Regions from separate parts of the Mus musculus genome. Here regions 1 and 3 are each linked to region 2. The links are chromatin contacts, called in public HiChIP or PLAC-seq and promoter capture Hi-C maps. All regions are on one chromosome and are shown on one strand. Each heading gives the region's core, a stretch centred on a gene start, on an enhancer-like site or on the middle of the called end of the contact. The rest is flanking DNA. Distances are from core to core; before and after follow the strand shown. Region 1 holds the start of Hspg2 (perlecan (heparan sulfate proteoglycan 2)). Region 2 holds the start of Alpl (alkaline phosphatase, liver/bone/kidney). Region 3 holds the start of Ddost (dolichyl-di-phosphooligosaccharide-protein glycotransferase).

Region 1 (4,454 bases), core at 1,623-4,122, 330 kb after region 2:
ACCTGTCCTGCACCCCAAGATCTTCCTCTGCCTGTGTCTGTCTTCCAAAACCTGAACCTACTCTCAGCTTCAAGCACCTTTCAAAAAAGTCGTCTCCCAGACAAGGACTGAAGTCCACAGATCCTAACTTGCCTGTGCTCATCCTGAGAGCAGGCCCGGGCCAAGCCAGACAAGGCCTAGACGACTCCGCAGACACCCAGGGCTCAGCCTGGAGGTGGGGGTGGCGGGAACCACATCACTGCAGTCTGGCCTCGGCCAAGACTCTAAGGATGGTCCTGCTCTGCCCTTCTCCTGGGCACAGGTCTGGAACAATGTGGGTAACTGCCGGGAGGGGGGCTAGTGATGGGGGTGGGGAGTGGGGACAGGGTAGCCAGCTGTAAGGAGGGGAGAGCTGAGGTCACTCCAGGAAGGAGAAATTCCTCAGCTTCCACCAGCAGCCTTCCCTGCAAAGAAATCTAAGGGAGGCAGGAAGCAGGTATTTCAGCCACTTCCCCCCTCGGCCTGGAAAACACTGTCATTATCCCTGCCATCCCTCAAGACTCCTATCAACAGTGGGGCTGGTCCTGAGAAAGAAAGGCCTACGATGCAGTCGGAAGGAAAGGGTCAACAGGCCAGGGTAGGCCCTGAGTCAGCCAGGCTTGGTCCCATCCTATCCCCAGAACAGAAATTACTCCCCCGCGTAATCATAGACCACTGTCCTTGCCTCCAATGAGGCTTTAGACTCTTCGGCCTGGGGTAAGCTGCCCTCCCCCACCTGACTGTGCCTAGAATCAAACTGACGGGCTGAGGAGAGCCAGGGCAGTGGGGCAAGGCTTGCTGGGACATGGGCTAGAAAACGGTTCTTCCTGACACTCCACCCATTTCACAGATGTGGACCTCAGGCTTGAAAAGTTAGGACTCTAACTGGGTCGGTAAGACCCTTGAGGCTAAGCTCTTTGTGGGAGGGGGCCAACTCTGAGCTTGGGTGGGTCAGCGATGACTTCCACGTGACTGTTGTGCGGCATCTAAGATCCTATAGCTTCAGGGCTGCCTGCTCTTCTCTCCAGTGAATCACGGCCCACCAGGCTGAGTCCTAGAGGGCAGCGAAGGGCGTGTCCCAACTCACCCAACCCGCCTCAGCCCTACCGAGGGCCAGCATACAATAGCGGTAAGGAAAGTATCTTCCCAATGAATGAGCCTGGGGGACTCCCATGGCTGTCCCGGAATGCTGTTCAATTAAGATTTGGTGAATGAAAAAGAGAATGGGGCAGTGGAGGCAGTCAGGGAATTCCAGTAGAATTCCTCTGGCCCTCCGCAAACAGTTCCACCCTCCACTCCTGCCATTGTGTAGCCCATACATGAGGGAGCCCTTCAGCAGGGGGCAGAGCTGAGGGGAGACCAGGAATAGATAGCATCCCAGGTCTAGGTCATTGCCTTAAGGAAGGGAACATCGGTCTTAGGAGTTACAAGTTCAGGCTGAATGGGGAGCAACCGCAGTGCCCTGCAGTTGAGTGTTGGGGTGAGAGGCCAGACAGAAGGTTAGAGGAGAAGGCTGCTCTGTAGAGGGTGGGGAGGAGAGGTGCTACGTGGGTGTGGCAGAAACAGAAAAGGGTCAAGCCTGGTGGGCGGTTAAGGAGTGACTCAAGAGGGCAGAGGTGATAGAGAGCCAGCCAGGCAAGGACAGAGAAGCAGTCACTGGGTAAACACTGGCCTAGTTGGAAAAGTCACCCTCTTGGCTCCAAGAACAGGGAACAGGGATAGAGACTGTCTAGGAGCACCTGGGCTCTGTGGCTCACCACAGCAGGGCCCAGAGGTACCCCACCCTCATCTTCCACCCTCTGCCTGCCGGGTCCATCAACTCCACCCTGTCCTCCGTGAGGTCACTCAGGTCCTCTGGGCCTCTCCTGCCAAGTGCCTTCCAGGTCTTAGGATTCCTGACTCAAGAGTTCCCTTCTCCTCCTTGTGGCCCCTTGTGAGCTCAGGGTAAGGGCAGAACTGAAGGAGCACACACAGCATCCCACTTGGGAGGTGGTGGAAGAATCCTGGGGACTCTCAGCTGCTCTTGGGCTGGCTTGTAGTAAGCGCTGCACCCAGCACTCATTCCATCCAGGCCCATTCTGCCCTGAGGCTTCCCATTCTGAGTTCCCTTTACCCACGTGGGACTACCTCCCAGAGGTTAACTAGCTCTCTGCAGGTCTCACGGAGGCTCAGTGCAACGCAGTGATTGATTTAGCTTATGGCTTAGAAAACTCCAGGGTCCATGGGGTGCTCCACACAAGGCTTAGTTTTGTTCCAAGTTTTAACTTTTGACTGCCTGATCATAATCTCCCCCCAGAGGATAGCATGGTAAAGTTCCAGCGACGACTGACAGGGTACCCATCACCATGAACTGCCCCTTCTGCCAAGTTGGCAGCAGAAAGGAATACCCTTGTCCTGCCAAGTTCCCACCCTGCTAGAAGTTTCTCCGTCAGCCCCCCCACACGCCAGAACTGCAGGCCGGGCCATGCCCAGAGGCGACTTTGAGCCTGAACAACGTGGCCGGCGACCCTCCGATTTCCACGCTTGCGGGGACGGCCCCTGACCTCCACGCTGGATCCCTGGGACGTCCCCTAGGAAAGCCCCACGCTGCAAGGGTGGCGCTGGCCAGTGCCAGCCCAGGGTCCTTCGCGGGCGCGGCCGTCCCGGGCCAGAGTCCCAGCCGAGCAGCCTCCGGTGGCCCCGCCAAGTTGGCGCGCGCCCCCCGCCCTCGGCCCTCGGTCACGCAAACTCACCGCTAGCAGCCGCGCGTGCAGCAGCAGCCCCAGCAGCAACGAGCCCACTGCCCGCTGCCCCATGGCCCGGCCTCGTTCGCTGGCTCGCTCGGCGCCTCCCGCAGCCACCAGCTCGCTGTCCTGCCGAGTCCTTCGGACTGCTCGCCTCTTTCCCACCCCCCACCCCCCCAACCAACTCCCGTCCCCGCCCTCCCGTGCACGCCCCGCCCCCGGGTCTCCGGCTCCGCCCCCGAGGCGCCAAGTTCAGGAGCCCTAGGCCCCACCTCCAAACATTTAGCCACACCCCACAAGACCAGGTTCCGCCCCCGAGGCAACGCGTCCTGACCATATAGACCACGCCCCTAACAAGACCTGGCCCCGCCCCCTCAGCGGCGGCCCCCGCCTCCTAGCCGCGAGCTAGGCTCTCTGGAGGAGCGGCGCGGCCGACTGTGCCTTTGTCTGGGCCCCAATCCCCCTCGATGTGGGATGAGGCCCAACCGGCTCCACGCCAGACGTGGCTTGGAGTGTGGGATAGGACTGAGACGCCACCTGGCAGGGCCTCGAGCCCTCCGCACACGCCGCTCCTTCACACCACGTGCTCCACACGGAGTGCACAGCAGTTTTCGAGAGAGGGGGATCTCACATGCACTCAGCTGCTCACATCCACTCCATGTACCTGTTTACCTTTTTGTTTACCTTTCTACAGACTCAAGCATCCCAACAAGCTATAAAGTGGCTTTTATTTATTGTGTTTGTTTTCTGTACCTCTGTGTGTGTGTGTGTGTGTGTGTGTGTGTGTGTGTGTGTGTGTGCGCGCGCGCGCGCGCGTGCGCCTACATACATGCCCCAGTGCACATGTGGAGCTCAGAGGTGTTTTGGAAAGTAATGGTCTCCTAGCATGTGGGTTCCGGGATCCAACTCAGGTAACAGAGCTTTGTGGCAAATATCTCTTCCCACTGAGTTCTCTCTCTAGTCTGGATCACACACCAATCACACACCCAGTTCCTCACACATTTTGTGCTAGGGCTTATGTGCTTTTTCACACACTCACCAGCCTATATGTTCTACATTTTTCCTCCACACATTCATCCCAGTGCGTGATACTGGACAAGATGGTGCTCCTACCCCTATGCCACAGACGATCTGAATCACTCATAGACCCACTCTGATTCACATACATCAGTCCCAGAGATGTATCACTTTGTATACCCAGGTTCAGACAAGGCTCTTCCAGAGCCTCAGTCTCAGGTGTTCTTGCCAAGTCACTGGCATTGAGGCAACCCTGCTGCATCCCAGGGGCAGACACACAAGCCTGGAGCTGGGGTGTGTCTTTACCACCTACCCAGGGTCCCCTTTTTTTGACTGAAAATTTCCAGGAAGCCCCAGGCTAATGGGTGGAGAGAAAAATAACTGAAGTATGTGTGTGCCTTTGAGGAAAACCCTTTGAGTGATGATAGAGGGAGAAAAAAATACAAACCCAAGTTTCCATTGTTTCCTGTGAGTTGCTAGGTTCCAGAAAACTCCTAGCAGACTTTGCAGCCAGGAGTTAGGTGGGCTGTGGACAGAAGGAAATGCCCAGTTCACTGAATGGCGCCAGCCCTGTCCGGAAAGTATGTTCTCTGTGATAGGAGCCAGACACTTGGGGACCTGAGAAAACACTGACATCCTGACCCTATTCCACAGAGACACCATCTCCAAAAGACTGGGCTCTTCTCTGCCCTGTGG
Region 2 (4,098 bases), core at 1,152-3,651:
TTTTTTTAGATATGGTCTCTCTCTGCAGTTGTTTGGTCTTGGATTTGTGATCCTCCTGCCTCAACCCTCTGAATATTAGGATTACAGGTGTGTGAGTCAACCCAGCTGTGACTATGAAACTTGGGCCTTACTTCAAGCAGGGAGCTCATGGCATGAAGTCAATATGGACAAAGAGAAAGAACGAACAGCTCTCAGGCACGGGAGCTTGGAGGTCAGGTGGTGCCATTTCCTATTTCTCGGAATCGTACCCTGGAGAAAAGACGGCGAGAGTTCTATGTAAGGGGCTGCTTCCACCGGCTGAGCAGGCCTGGCCCTGCAGAATCTGGGCTCCATTTACAAATGTTCTGGACCAAACAGCTTAACCAGAGGTACCTTGTCAGCCTACCAACCAGCCAGGACAGAGCTAGGGCAGGGGGTGGGGTGGGGTGGGGGCGGGTTTGGGCTCCTGATGTGAAGGCCTGACCCCCCTCCTTGCATCAAAAGTGGTACCCAGAGATCAGGGAAGCAAGGGATGCTGGGAGACACCATCTCAGGTGATTGCTTCCTTCTGTGCTGAATCTGGGACCCAGGGTCTCCTGCACATAGGCAAATGCTGTACCACTGAGCTGAATTCTTCAACTGAATTCTAGAGGGTCAGAGACCAACAACAGGGAAAGTGTAGCGAAGAAGGTGGCAGAAGGAGATCAGCAGCCACTCCGATCCCTTGGAGAGTGCTTTCGATTCTCCATGAAGACACAATGGACTCAGGCTAGCCATAAGTCAAGCCAGAATTGCTCATTCTCCATGTGTGGTGTTGGGGGCAGAGGAGAGGGGCTCCGTGGTAAGAGACAGGACCCTTCAGCCTTCAGCGCCTGCTGCTTCAGCTTCTCAGCTCTGCCAATGTTGGGAAGGGGGATCATTTATGATGCGGATGTCCCTCGGCACACAGATACAATCTCCAGCCTTTTGTCATCTTGAGCCCTTTGGCGCTAGCTAGCAAGTAATTGCCAAGTGCTGTGTTCTGAGCTCACTGCTGTCTTAACTCTCAGCTCCTTACAGACGAGGACTGCCGGGAAATGACCAAAGTTTCATTTATTCACCGCCCCAATGGCTTTTGCCATTATGACCTTGCTATGAAATACATAAATAAGGAGTAATTTACCCAATACTTGGTCTCACTTTGTAAAAACATAAACTTATTTCTCAAGGGAAATTTCCTAGCACCGCTGTAAATAAACAGCATTAATTATTAAAATACAAGAACAAATGAAAACAAACCCAGGCATTCCTGGGTTTTGGCATCAGGCTCCAGTTCCGGCCCTGAACTTACCGATGAGGTCACATGTTGTCTCTGGGCCTTGCTTTTCCTCCTGTAAAATGGGCTCAATAGTAGAGCTCATATAGAAGATGCCTGGACCTAAGACGGAACTTCAGGGTAGAAGTGATCAATCCTAGGTGCCCAGGAAGATGGAGTTCAGGGAAACCTGATCTTTGCTTTCAAATCTCTGGCTGTTGGGGATTAGAGGTACAGATGGGTTTTGTCAGCTTCAGTAGCGATGATAAGACCCTCCTCTTAGGAGGAAATGAGGAAGTATTCAAATGGTGGTGGCATTCAAACCTACCTCCAGGAGTTCACAGTAGGAAACGAATCAGAGACTTCAAAACCAGACTGGCTTTCAGGGGAAGGGAGGTGGTGGCCCTTGGGGAACTGGATAAGGCCCACTGGCACCCAGCGGTTGCCTTTCCTTGTTTCCTGTGCATGTTCCAAACTCGGTCTCTTATAACTCTCCCAATAACGTGAAGGAAGAAAAACCAGGGGATAGTGTCTGCGGGTTATAGAGCCTTGGCCAGTCCCCCGAAGTCACCAGAGCAGGCCTGTGGGCCTAGACAGTCTGGCTCCACTGCCTGGGAAGTGGTCTGCCCCGGGCAGGTCCTGGGGCTTCTGGCTGGGACAGACAGAATGTCCTGAGTCCCTGTTTCTTCAGATATTAGGGAGGGAGGGCCCTGTCCAAGGGGTCTCCTTCTGCTTCCTACTGACTTAGTTAAGGGCAAAAGAGAAAGTGGATAGGAAAGGGGTAAGGGTGTGAGGCTCAGAGGTGCACATGGTGACGGACAAGGATGTGTAGGCAGAAAGACGCACAGAAAAAAGGAGCCAGGTGGGTTCACAGACGCGCAGGGTCAGGCACAGGAAGACAACCATCGAGGGACAAAGTCTCCTACAGAGAAATCAAACCTAAAGACAAGCCAGCTGCACCCTGAAGCCAGGATGAGCCGCAGGGAAAGAGAGAGGCAAGGCGGGTTACCCTGCCTGTTGCAGCCCTACGGGCCGGGTCGAGCGCCGCGCTCCCGGCAGGGGGCGCCCTGGCAACGCAGAGGCACCCGCCTGGGGCTCGGGGTGCGGGCCGGGGGCGGGGCGGCCGGGGGCGGGGAGGCCGGCGGGTGCTCGGCCAGGCCGCCTTCATAAGCAGGCGGGGGAGGTGGCCGCCAGAGTACGCTCCCGCCACTGCGCTCCTTAGGGCTGCCGCTCGCGAGCCGGAACAGACCCTCCCCACGAGTGCCTGCAGGTAAGGAAAGCATGCTGCGCCCGTGGCTTGCGCGACTCCCACGCGCGCGCTCCGCCGGTCCCGCAGTGACTGTCCCAGCCACGGTGGGGACACGTGGAAGGTCAGGCTCCCTGGGGACCCACGACCTCCCGCTCCGGACTCCGCGCGCATCTCTTGTGGCCTGGCAGGATGATGGACGTGGCGCCCGCTGAGCCGCTACCCAGGACCTCACCCTCGTGCTAAGCACCTGCTCCCGGTGCCCACGCGCCTCCGTAGTCCACAGCTGCGCCCTTCGTGGTCCCTTGGCACTCTGTCCCGTTGGTGTCTAAAGTAGTTGGGGAGCAGCAGGAAGAAGGCACGTGCTGCGATCTTTGGCGGGAGAGATCGGAGACCGCGTGCTAGTGTCTGTCTGAGAGTGGGGGAGCCCAGGAAACGGAAGGAGCCTGTGAACGGTTCCAGGCTGTGTGCAGGTGAGAGTGGGGCTGCTGCCTTGCCCAGCGCGGGTAAGAAAGGGTTAAAGGCACAGTCACAGCGGCAGGACCCAAGACGGAGGAAAAAAACCTCATTCTTACTCCCACATTGTCCATGGTAATCCTTTTCAACGCGTAATGGGCCTGAGGAAGGAAGACTTGCAAAGGACTCTGGGGTATGCCTGTGAATCCTGATTAAAAAGGAAAGCTGGCGCGGCAACTCTGGAGAGATGCTGGCAGTCTGGAGGCTGAGGATCTCTGTGAGTTCGAGGCCACTCTAACACTCTAGGAAGATTAGGTCTCAAAATCATACACACACACACACACACACACACACACACACACACACACACACACACACACACACATACATATAACAGAGGGATTATTCTCAGGCCTGAAAGAACGTTTGGCTCCAAGAAGAATTCAAAGACCCCCCCTCAGGCAGCCTCAGATTCTCAGTCTGGTTGAGAATTAGGGCAACTGTTTATTAAATGCTGGATAAGGACTGCTCTGACACCTGACAGACTACAAATAGGGACAGAGAGTTTTAGACAATGTAGGCAATGACATTAGGCATTGAACCCTGTTGCCCATTCTCCACAGCCCAGGAGATTAAGGAGAGCCCCCCCCCAGTATGCCCTTCACCCTCCAAGCCTCTCTGGTCTCCCCAGTCAGCTCTTTCCTCTCCCACTCCCTGGCCGTCTCCTGTCTCTGCCTCCTTTTCCAATTCCTGAACCGTCTCTGGTTCCCTTAGGGGAGAACACAGCTTCTCAGAAGCCTACTGGTGGAGTGAGACAGGTCTGGGCTGGTTCGCAGCCATGTCAGTGATGGTCCCATCTATATGTTAAGACTACAGTGAATCAAAAGACCCGATAGGCCAGACAGTGAGTGTCTTCGATCCACACATACTTACCAGGCATCAGTTGTGCGCTAAACTCTGATCGAGGTGCTGAGAAGGGAACAGTAAATAACGACCCCTTCCCCCCACCCAACTCATTGAGGCGAACATTGGCATAATAAATTCTTTTCAGGCTTTGAAAATTTGAGTGTCACATGGTAGAATGAAGATGACGTAGTTCCCCCAAAAAAGGGATCAAGATGTC
Region 3 (3,971 bases), core at 1,333-3,832, 510 kb before region 2:
TGGATGGAGCATTCTGAGCTGGAGAACAACATGACTTCCTTGGTCCCAAGGTGGAGCTGGGTACAGGTAGCATGTAGGTCAGAAGGCACTGTGCCAGGCTGTGAAAGCATCCTAAACCAGGAGTAGGTGCTGGGGCACCAGGGGAGGGGCTTTCCATGGGACCTAAAGGGAGACAGCAGGAGCCGGGGGTGGGGCTGGGGGGACTGGCACTTTAGACAGCTGGCAGAACCCACTCTTGTGTGAACTACAGAATACAAAGTAGCTGCCAGGGGAAACAAAAGGCCATCCGTGTTTAACTGAAGTAGAGAATGGCAGGGACATCTTACCCCAGACAGGGACAGCCTGGGCCAAAGATGAAACGGAAAAACTACCTAGCACATTCACCAAAAAAGCAAAAGAAACGGCCAGGGCTGGAGAGACGGCTCAGTGACTAAGCACGCAGGCTGCTCTTCCAGAGGACCAGGGTTCAATTCCCAGCACCCACACAGCAGCTCACAACTGTCTGCAATTCCAGTCCAAAGGGATCCACCACCCTCTTCTGGCCTCTGAAAGCATCAGGCATAAACATGGTGGGACATACATGCTGGCCAAATATCCATGCAAAACAAACAAACAAACACACACACACACACACACACATAAGAAATTGTCAGGCTGGACAGATGGCTCAGTGGTTAAGAGGACTGGCTGCTCTTCCAGAGGACCTGGTTTCAATTCCTAGCACGTCTGTAACTCCTGTTCCAGGAGATCCAACACCCTCACACAGACATACATGCATTCAAAACACCAATATATGTAAAGCAAAAACAACTAAGTTATATATTTTTTAAAGTGTTTAAAAAAGCAAAAAGAGCCAGGAGGTGGTGGCGCACGCCTTTAATCCCAGCACTTGGGAGGCAGAGGCAGGTGGATTTCTGAGTTCGAGGCCAGCCTGGTCTACAAAGTGAGTTCCAGGACAGCCAGGGCTATACAGAGGAACCCTGTCTTGAAAAAAAAAAAAAAATGAATGAATGAATGAAAAGAAAAGAAAAGAAAAGAAAAGAAAATTGCCAAAGGAACTGGAGATAGCTAGTTAGTGAAAATACATAGGAAGTGGCTAAAGCTATGGGAAGGGCAAGCATCTCAGCAAGATAAAAATATGAGACTCTCATGTCATCTATTCTCGGTTGGGGACACCAGACTCACAGGCCCAAGGGAGTTAAGAACACTTCTCCAAATATACACATGGAAGAGAGAGACAAAGTTCAGCTCAGTAGATCTTAACAGAAATGTCTAGTGGTGGACTCAACTGCCTTGTAAGACAGAAATAGTTAAGTGTAAGTTACAGATCTTCACTCCATTCAGTAGTCTCTGAGGGCTGGTGAGATGGCTTAGCAGGCAGCCACAGGTCGGTCACTGGGTTCAAGTCTCCAGTAAGGGCTGGGAATGACAAGCGGTGCCTATTACCCAAGCATCAGGAGGCAGAGACTGATCTGAGAGCTCACTGTCCAGCCTGCTTAGTCAAAATGGCAAGCTTCAGGTTCAGTGAGAGACCCTGGCTTAAGGGAGTGAGGAGTGTGACAGAGTAGGTGACCCGATTCTACACGTCCACAGAAGTGTGCACAACCTCACATACATGCATATTTCCCACCACCCCCAATACCAACTAGCCTTGTGTTGGTCAGCCAAAACACATCCATCAGGCCTTAAGGGTTGATGGGTATGTATCTATTTGTATTCTTATGACCTGCAGAATGACTTTTTACAGCAATCCATGTTAATAATGTGACAAATCTTTGTACACAAGCAAGTCAAATCAAGAGTTTCTTTATCAGGACCCTTGTTAGAGAAAACCCCCTTCTCCAGAAGCGAAATGTCTACGGGTGACATTTGGCACTCTATCCTTAGCTGTATCTTTTTGACGGATGAAATCTCCGAGGCCCAAGCTGCAATTAACATTTTCCTCTACTATACTTCGAAACTCACCCCAAGACCCAGAACATGCCCAGGAACAAGAAGACAGCCGTCTCCTGAGCCCCCCCAATCCCATTTCGAGGGGCGACGCGCGCCCTTACCTTCCACCGACGGGGAAAAGATGATAAGGTTGTCATAGAGGAACTCCCCGTACTTAATGAGGGACAAGCTGGGGTCATCTGCGGTCTTGAAGGTGAGCTCAAAGCCCCGGTCTGGAGGAAAGAAACCCGGAACCCGGTCAGGAGAGGAATCCCTGCTGCAGCCCTCGGAGGGGGCTGCCGTCTCCGCCCCAACCCGGGCCATTCCCTCGGCTCTGCTCGGCGCTCACCCTTCAGGCTGCGGAAGAACAGCGAGTGCGTGTCCCGCACGTTCAGGTTGTCCAGCAGCACGAGGGTGCGGGGGCCGCTGGCGCAGACGCAGCCGAGCACGGCCAGCAGCAGCCCGCAGAGGGGCCAGGCGCGGACGGCGAGGCGGGGATCCATCTTCATCTCCCAGCAGCCCAGGCCAGCACCTGGGCACCGGAAGCGTCCCTCGCGGCCGCCCAATGGCCGCTCGCAGCGGCGGAGTACCACTTGGAAGCGGTCCGGGTACTCCGTGGCCCCGCGGCCCACGCCGCTGCGGGGACGGACCAAGAAGCAGGGAACGCCACCGGAAGTGGCCCTCCGGAGGCCGAGTCTCTGTACCTTATTGGCGAAACGCACTTGAGGCTCCGCCTCCCCCATGGAAAAGGGCCAATCCAAGAGAGACAGCTCCGTAGCTGCTGCCAATCAACAAAGCCGGGCGCCCTTTGCCTCCGCCCAGGCTAGCTCCCGCCACATCTCTCAAACTCTCCTCTAGCGTCTCCAGATTTTCCGTTTCCTAGGCAGCCGCCCCTTTTCCCCCAGGACGCAGTTGTCATTACCAGGACCAGATAGGGGTGAATTCCTCGCCTGTCGCTAGTCTAACGGGCTCGGAAGCAGGCCCTTATCTCTTGAGAGCAATGAGGTGGGGAAATAGGCTCTGGCCAGGCCCGAAACAGGGTGGATGGCCAAGGAGAAGGTTAGTGATCAAAAGGCTCTTCACAACCAGGATTGGTGGCTCGTGCTTTTAATTTCAGCACTCGAGTGGGAGGCAGAGGCAGATCTTTGTGACTTCGAGGCCAGCCTGGTCCACATAGTGAGTCCAGGCCTGCTGGGGTCACATATTGAGAGCTGGTATAATGCGGCGGGAGGGAGCAACTTGGCTGGCCGGCCAAGGTGATCCCCTGAACAATCAAGCCACGCGACAGACCTAGTGTAAAGACGATTTATCGTCGGTGGAAGGGAAGGGGACTTGGGACGGGGTAGAGACCGAAAAGGGGAACAGAGAATGGTAGAGAAGAGGCCAGCTGAGAACATCTGGGGGGAGAGAGGAGAGAATAGGAGATAGGGAGAGAGGCAGGTTAGCCGAGAGGAGTCCTTACACGCCTGGCTCGCACCTGGCTGGCGGCTACCCAAGCTGCTGCGTGGTGCCTAGCGGAATTGTCTATAAGCCAACATGGGGTGCCAGCAAGATGGTTCAGCTGATAAAGGTGCTTGTTTGCCACCAAGACTGACGTCGTGAGTTCAATCCCTGGGCCCCAGACGGTGGAAGGAGAGAACGGCCTTCTGCAAGTTGTCTTCTGACACACACACACACACACCAACCCAAGATTCAGGACAGAAATAAAACGTAGAGGTCTAGGGATGTGTACTTCAGTGGGTAAGATGCATGCATTATCTAGATTGCAGGAAGGCCTGGGTTTGATGCCCAGTATCATAGAAAACTAGGCATGGCAGCTGGCAGCTGTAACCTCAGCACTCGAGATACAAACATCAGGATAATTAGTGCAAAGTTGTCCTCAGCTACATGCAAGTCCCAGGCCAGCTGGATGTGACCGTCTCCATATAATAATTATCGTTCCTAAACTTCTCTGAAGCCCAACCACACCACTCAGTGACACTGACTTTAGGGATGTGCCATTGTTAGGACACCCTTTCAAGGTACCCACCTACACCTCT

Evidence for each region. Promoter capture Hi-C pulls out the DNA fragments that hold promoters and counts their contacts. HiChIP or PLAC-seq counts read pairs in DNA pulled down with a chosen protein or histone mark.
Region 1: an H3K4me3 HiChIP or PLAC-seq map of embryonic stem cells shows a contact between it and region 2, with 6 times the contacts expected there. The contact joins the promoter of Hspg2 here to the promoter of Alpl in region 2. A contact is called at or near these places in 2 of 39 promoter capture datasets (hippocampal neurons and stem cell-derived epiblast-like cells), 2 of 484 Hi-C or Micro-C datasets (embryonic stem cells and olfactory sensory neurons) and 3 of 115 datasets of contacts at active chromatin or transcription factors (all in embryonic stem cells).
Region 3: a promoter capture Hi-C map of pre-B cells shows a contact between it and region 2, with 2.9 times the contacts expected there. The contact joins the promoter of Ddost here to the promoter of Alpl in region 2. A contact is called at or near these places in 2 of 39 promoter capture datasets (pre-B cells and stem cell-derived epiblast-like cells), 2 of 115 datasets of contacts at active chromatin or transcription factors (embryonic stem cells and large pre-B cells) and 1 of 9 other capture datasets (embryonic stem cells).

What each region holds. Positions count from the first base shown.
Region 1 is chr4:137,467,221-137,471,674 of GRCm38.p6, reverse strand. Hspg2 (perlecan (heparan sulfate proteoglycan 2)) reads right to left here and starts at 2,872. Exons shown (of 97, transcript NM_008305.3): 1 at 2,751-2,872. The coding sequence starts at 2,813.
Region 2 is chr4:137,794,687-137,798,784 of GRCm38.p6, reverse strand. Alpl (alkaline phosphatase, liver/bone/kidney) reads left to right here and starts at 2,401. Exons shown (of 12, transcript NM_007431.3): 1 at 2,401-2,543.
Region 3 is chr4:138,303,349-138,307,319 of GRCm38.p6, reverse strand. It overlaps Ddost (dolichyl-di-phosphooligosaccharide-protein glycotransferase), which reads right to left and starts at 2,582. Exons shown (of 11, transcript NM_007838.3): 1 at 2,282-2,582; 2 at 2,055-2,165. The coding sequence starts at 2,441.